Linked DNA regions of Zea mays: region 1 is linked to region 2. A link is a contact called in public Hi-C data. All regions are on one chromosome and are shown on one strand. The core of a region is the stretch at or near the end of the contact, and the rest is flanking DNA. Distances in the headings are between cores, read along the strand shown.

What was found. Hi-C and Micro-C count contacts between places; a contact is called where the count stands out from the background.
Region 1: a Hi-C map of ear shows a contact between it and region 2, with 1.9 times the contacts expected there. The contact joins the promoter of LOC103628968 here to the promoter of LOC100277025 in region 2. A contact is called at or near these places in 3 of 25 Hi-C or Micro-C datasets (ear, endosperm and leaf).

What each region holds. Positions count from the first base shown.
Region 1 is chr6:9,068,176-9,070,875 of Zm-B73-REFERENCE-NAM-5.0, forward strand. It overlaps LOC103628968 (pentatricopeptide repeat-containing protein At1g19720), which reads left to right and starts at 1,288. Exons shown (of 4, transcript XM_008650164.4): 1 at 1,288-2,700. The coding sequence starts at 1,578.
Region 2 is chr6:8,470,321-8,473,020 of Zm-B73-REFERENCE-NAM-5.0, forward strand. It overlaps LOC100277025, which reads left to right and starts at 1,415. Exons shown (of 3, transcript NM_001150698.2): 1 at 1,415-1,744. The coding sequence starts at 1,502. It overlaps LOC100217177 (Ribosome-recycling factor chloroplastic), which reads right to left and starts at 1,249. Exons shown (of 12, transcript NM_001143538.1): 1 at 1,154-1,249; 2 at 377-500; 3 at 231-297; 4 at 41-136. The coding sequence starts at 1,232.

The DNA of each region.
Region 1 (2,700 bases), core at 38-2,537, 600 kb after region 2:
CTAGGTGCAAAATTGTGGGAGCTCTGCAAAACACTGCCATTTTTTAATAATCGTCTAGTAAGACTTCACGATAAAAAAGCCCTGCTCAGCCGACCCATCGACAGTTCGACACTCCGCATACTGGTACATCCTAAGAAAAAAAATTATTGATTTTTAAAGAAAATTAGGATAATTTGGAGGCAGAGAATATTTTTCTTGGCGATTTTTTCTGCCTGTTTTTATCCCCGTGCGTAGGGATGGCAATGGGTCGGGTTCGGATCGGGTATGGTAAATATCCGCTCGTGACAATACCCGCGGGTATTACTCATACCCGCCCGCGACTATACCCGCGGATAGGATTTTGTACCCGTGCCCGTACCCATCGGGTATCAGGCGGGTATCGGATACCCGCGGGTATAATTACACTCCACATAAATTAAACACATGGTTGACAATATACAAGGTAGAAAAAAACAAGACATAATAAATCTGATTATTGTTACAGAAGCAAGCCTGGACAGCAACACATGATTTTCTTTGGAGTTTCTTTGGAGTTTGGACAACAACTTGGACAACAACACATGATTTGAGTCAGTCCGCCGTGAAGCCTCTGCAACAATTGGAGTCAGTCCGCCGTGAAGCCTCTGCAACAATTGGTAGCGGCTCCCAGTGCGCAGACAGCAAACGGCACGCACGGACAGCAGGGACGCCGGACGCAAGGACGCCCGCACTCGCCTGGTCGCTTCGCCTGGACGCAGGGACGCCAGCATGGGCAGCAGGGACGCCCGCACTCGCCTGGTCACCTCGCCTCGCCTGGTCACCTCGCCTGGATCTCGCTCCTCGCTGGCGGAGTGGCGATGGCGGGTGGCGGCCAGGTAGCTGGGCAGCCGAGCAGGGACGCAGCCAGCCAACCACGCAGGCGACAGTGCGGCACCGCGGCAGGGTCGACGCCGGCGAGGAGCAGGAGCGCTGGAGCAGTTTCTGCTTTCTGGCGGCTATGCGTGACTGCCTGAGGTGAGACCGTGAGAGAGAAACTAGGGTTCCTGGGTGATTGAATAAAGGATATTGGGCTGGGCCGGCCGATTTCAGGTGGGCTGAAAAAATGGAAACTGAAAATTTCAGATATCCGCCGGTACCTGCGGGTAAAATATTAAACCCGTACCCGACCCGATTTTATCACGGGTTGGGTATGGGTAAGACCCGCGAGTTAAATTTTGTATCCGAATCTGAAATCGGCGGGTCGGATATCCGTGGATACCCGAACCGGTGAGTAAAATTGCCATCCCTACCCCTGCGGCGCATTGCATCGTTGTTGACTTCTTATCCGGTCGCCTCTATCTCACTTTAGCCACACTTGTTCGTCGGAACGAAGCCCAACTCTATCTCCCCACTCCTACCGGCCTGCAGCTGTTTGCGAGGCAAGCGTGTCTTCTGCGCGCGCGACGGACGGCGCGAGGGCAAGCAGCGCCTCCGTGTTCCGCCCGTGCGAAGGGAGGGGAACGAGAGCTCCGGCGGCGGCCCCCGCCTCGCCCCATGTCTGTGCCTCTCGTCGGGTTGGCTGATACCCCTATCCCAACATCTTCTTCCCTCCCATTCCCATGGAGCTCCTCCCGGCTCCCTTTCCCTCTTTCCTCCCTAGACCCCACCAACTGCCTCTTTCCAGACCCTGCCATGGCCGCCTCCAAGAGCCCATCACGGCTGCTTTCGCGCAGGCTCCTCCCCTCGCGCTCCCCTTCCAAGAAGCAACTAGAAGAAGCAGCAGCTCCCATACCCCACGCCCAAGTACCCGTCCGTGCCCCCCCGCCCAGAGACCAACAACAACTCACCCGCTGCCGCCGCCGCTGCCGCCTGGCCCTTCCCCTTCCTCCGGCAGCACTGGCAGTGAGCGCCTGATTGTTTCCGAGACGAAGCTCATCACGGTGCACTCCTGCGCTGGGCGCCTAGGGGACGCTCGCAAGGTGTTCGAAGGAATGGCGTGCAGGGACCTGCTCGCCTGGTCGGCCATGATCGGTGCCTACGCCATCAGGGGCCTGTACGAGGAGGTCGTCGCGCTCGCGGTGGCCATGGTCAGGGAAGGGGTCATCCCGGACAGGTTCCTGATCACCCGGATTCTACAGGCCTGTGCGTACACAGAGGACCTGGAGCTCGGGACGGCGATGCATTCCCTGGCGATCCGGAGAGGTTTCATGGCGGAGGGAGCGAGGGACGTGCCCGTGGGGAACTCGGTGCTGGCCATGTACGTCAAGTGCGGAGAGTTGGGCCGTGCGCGCGCCGCGTTCGACATGATGGGGCAGCGGGACCTGTGCACGTGGAACTCGATGATCTTCGGGTGCTGCCGCTCCAACGAATGGGAAGAGGCACGGAGGCTGCTCGACGATATGAGGCGCCAAGGTACAGAGCCTGGGCTTGTCACATGGAACACGCTGGTTTCGAGCTACGCGAGGTCTGGGGAACTTGATGTGGCCATGGAGATGCTGGAGCAGATGGAGGAGTCCGGTGTTGCTCCGGACGTCGTCACCTGGACTAGCCTTGTGTCTGGTTTTGTCCACGGTGATAGGGGTGGCGAAGCACTTTGGTGTTTCGCGCGCATGCGCCTTGCTGGAGTCGAACCAAACGGCATGACAATTGCGAGTGCCATCTCAGCTTGTGCTAGTTTGCGGTTGCTGAGTCAGGGCATGGAGCTCCATTGCCACGCAATTAAGGTTGGGAGTGTGAACAATG
Region 2 (2,700 bases), core at 165-2,664:
ACATCATAAGAGCAAAAAGAACAAGGACTAGCCATCAAACCTCGATCCGGTCAAGCATGGCCGGGCTTGCACGCCCTGTCCTCACAGTGTTGAAGTTAGTTTGGACTGTTTCGATCGCCTTCTCCATCTTTTCTTTCTGAAGACACATACGGGCAGCTAGTTAAAACAAGAGGCACAAAACCTGACCAGGCAAAAGGGGGCTTCCCAATAGAGGGTACACTGTAACATACAGCTTGGTCTTCGATGAGGGATTTCTCCGCTTCAATTTCTTCAATAGTGGCATGCGTCAGAACTGCTCTGATAACATGAGAATGACAAGCTATTGATGACGGTCCATAATGATACGGGGTAAACACCTATATCTGTAACCACTCGCCTCTTGTCCGAGTGTCCAAGAACCAGTCGCCTAGCAGCAAAGTCCACTGGTCCATCCTGAAGTTTTCTCGCAAAGTTCGTAGAGGAGCAAATCGTGACGGACTGCTTTGGTAAACAACCACAGCCTGTAAAAGTAGGACATCTGCTGTCAAGAGTTTGCCACACTATTGTTTTTGTTTTCATGGAAAACACTATTAATTGAATGTATGTCTATCTCTACTACTATAAAGCACAAGTTTTCACCGTTCCACCATCGTTGTGCATCATCTGAACCCCCACATTTAAATGGTAAAAAGCTAAAATTATACACAAATACGGATTTGAACTTGACTGTAAACCCACATTTTAGTCCGCCTAGCCAACAGAATGCACATATCTTTATGTTTTATACTCTATATTTAAAGAGTAAATGAAAAACATAGCAACCTATTGGAACCTAACTAGAAACTAGTAGACCATAACTGAGCACATTTCGGGCGAACTACAATCCACGACAGATCTGACTAGCGCCCTGTTTCACAATCTGGTGGAAAAGCTTAGCGAGTGTCAATTGTATTATGGCACTATCAGACGGCATTATCCCCTAAACTTAGAGGATAAAGCCGGAGTTTGTTTCCATCATCTAAACCCCCCAAAATTGCAAGGAAATCTGTTCGTGCAGTGCGAATGGCAGGCGAGCACATGACCTAACTAGAGGTACCCAGTGTTTGGCTCATTGGTCATTGCCGAAACAATCCCGCGCAATCTGCGGGGGGCGAGGAGAGGAGGAGGGACGGACCTGAGCGCTGGGGGAGGCTGCGCGAGAGGGCGCGTAGCGGGGAGGAGACCGCCGCGGGGGAGACGGCGTGGAGCGCCATGCGAGCTGGTGCAACGGTCGGTGGCTGAGGCTGACCAAGGGAGGGAAGGAGACGGGACGAGCGCGTGTGGATAAGAACGAAGGCCATATCAGCAGAAGTGGGCCAAGCTAGGCCGTTTGGGCCATTTCTGATATAGGACGGACGACCCAGCCCATAAAAGACCACGCCCGCCCAGGCCCACCAGGCGGCCGATAACCTCATCGTCTCATCCTCTTCCTCCTCCCGTCCAAACGCAGCCGAAGAGGAAAGGAGAGAGAGAGGCGGCGAGGATGGGGCGGAAGCGGAAGGAGCTGCTGTCGTCGGCTCCATGGAGGACGGGGGAGGCGGCGGAGGACGAGGACGCGGCAAGGATGAGCCGCGAGGGGAAGGTCAGCGTCACCAGCAACCCCGGGGAGACGCCCACCATGAGCATGCCCCGGAGCAAGCGCCAGGACCTCGACCTCACCGTCGACGACTTCGAGGAGGACGAGATCGACCCTGAGCTGCGCTACTCCTTCCAGCGGAACAGCAGGGTACCGTATACGCCCGACCGACCCGTCATCGCTTTTTTTTTTGTTCGCATTGATTGCCCCTGCTCCTGCTCGACGGATTGTTAGGTTGATTGTTAGGTCCCTCGCCGTTTTGCGGGGATTGTTACCCTGTCCCTGGAACACGCTGCCAGGTTCAGAATCCTTATACTTGTGTAGGAAATGTACCCGTGTTCTGTGTGTTGTTGGATATTGGATTGCATTGGCTAAAAAACGAATTAAAAAATGTACCAGGTCACCGATAACAGCATTGGCAGTTTGTAAAATTGCAGTTGTTGAAGGATAGGATTATGCTGATGTGTTACCTTCACGGTGCCAACCGTAACACATTGGGGAAAAGTGCACTAGATTCTCGAGAATAGCATTTACACTTGCTGAAGTAACCGTACATGTTAATGAAAAAGCGGTGTCCTGTAATGCACCGGGGCACCACTAGTGCTGGGTATGGATCGCAGTTAAACTCACACGTTGTTACTGATTTGTTCATTACAGCAGCTTCCAATCACCCTTGCTACCTGCACCATCATGAGAGCCTGAAATCGTGAATGCTGTTTTCGTGGGCCTGACAGTTTCAATTTCTTCCCAGTCCAACACACGTGGATTGAGCAAAAGCCATGAACAGATTAGGACCTGAAAGTCACTCAACACAGTTTATGCACCAGACACTTTGTGTGATACTGTGACGTGTAAGGTCCTGTTTGGAAGCAACCTAGTTTTTAAGAAACCAGTTTTTATTTTTTTAGCTAGGAGGGGCCAGCTTCTTGGTTTTTAAGAGACTGAGAATCTAATTTCTATAAACTTCCATAGCCTGAAATCAGACTAGGTCGTCCCAAACATGCCCTGAAACTTAGGGCCTGTTCGGGTGTTTCCAAACATGCCCTAAGTTTCATAGCCTGAAATCAGACTAGGTCGATAGCACAAGACTGCCGCTTGTCCGGTGC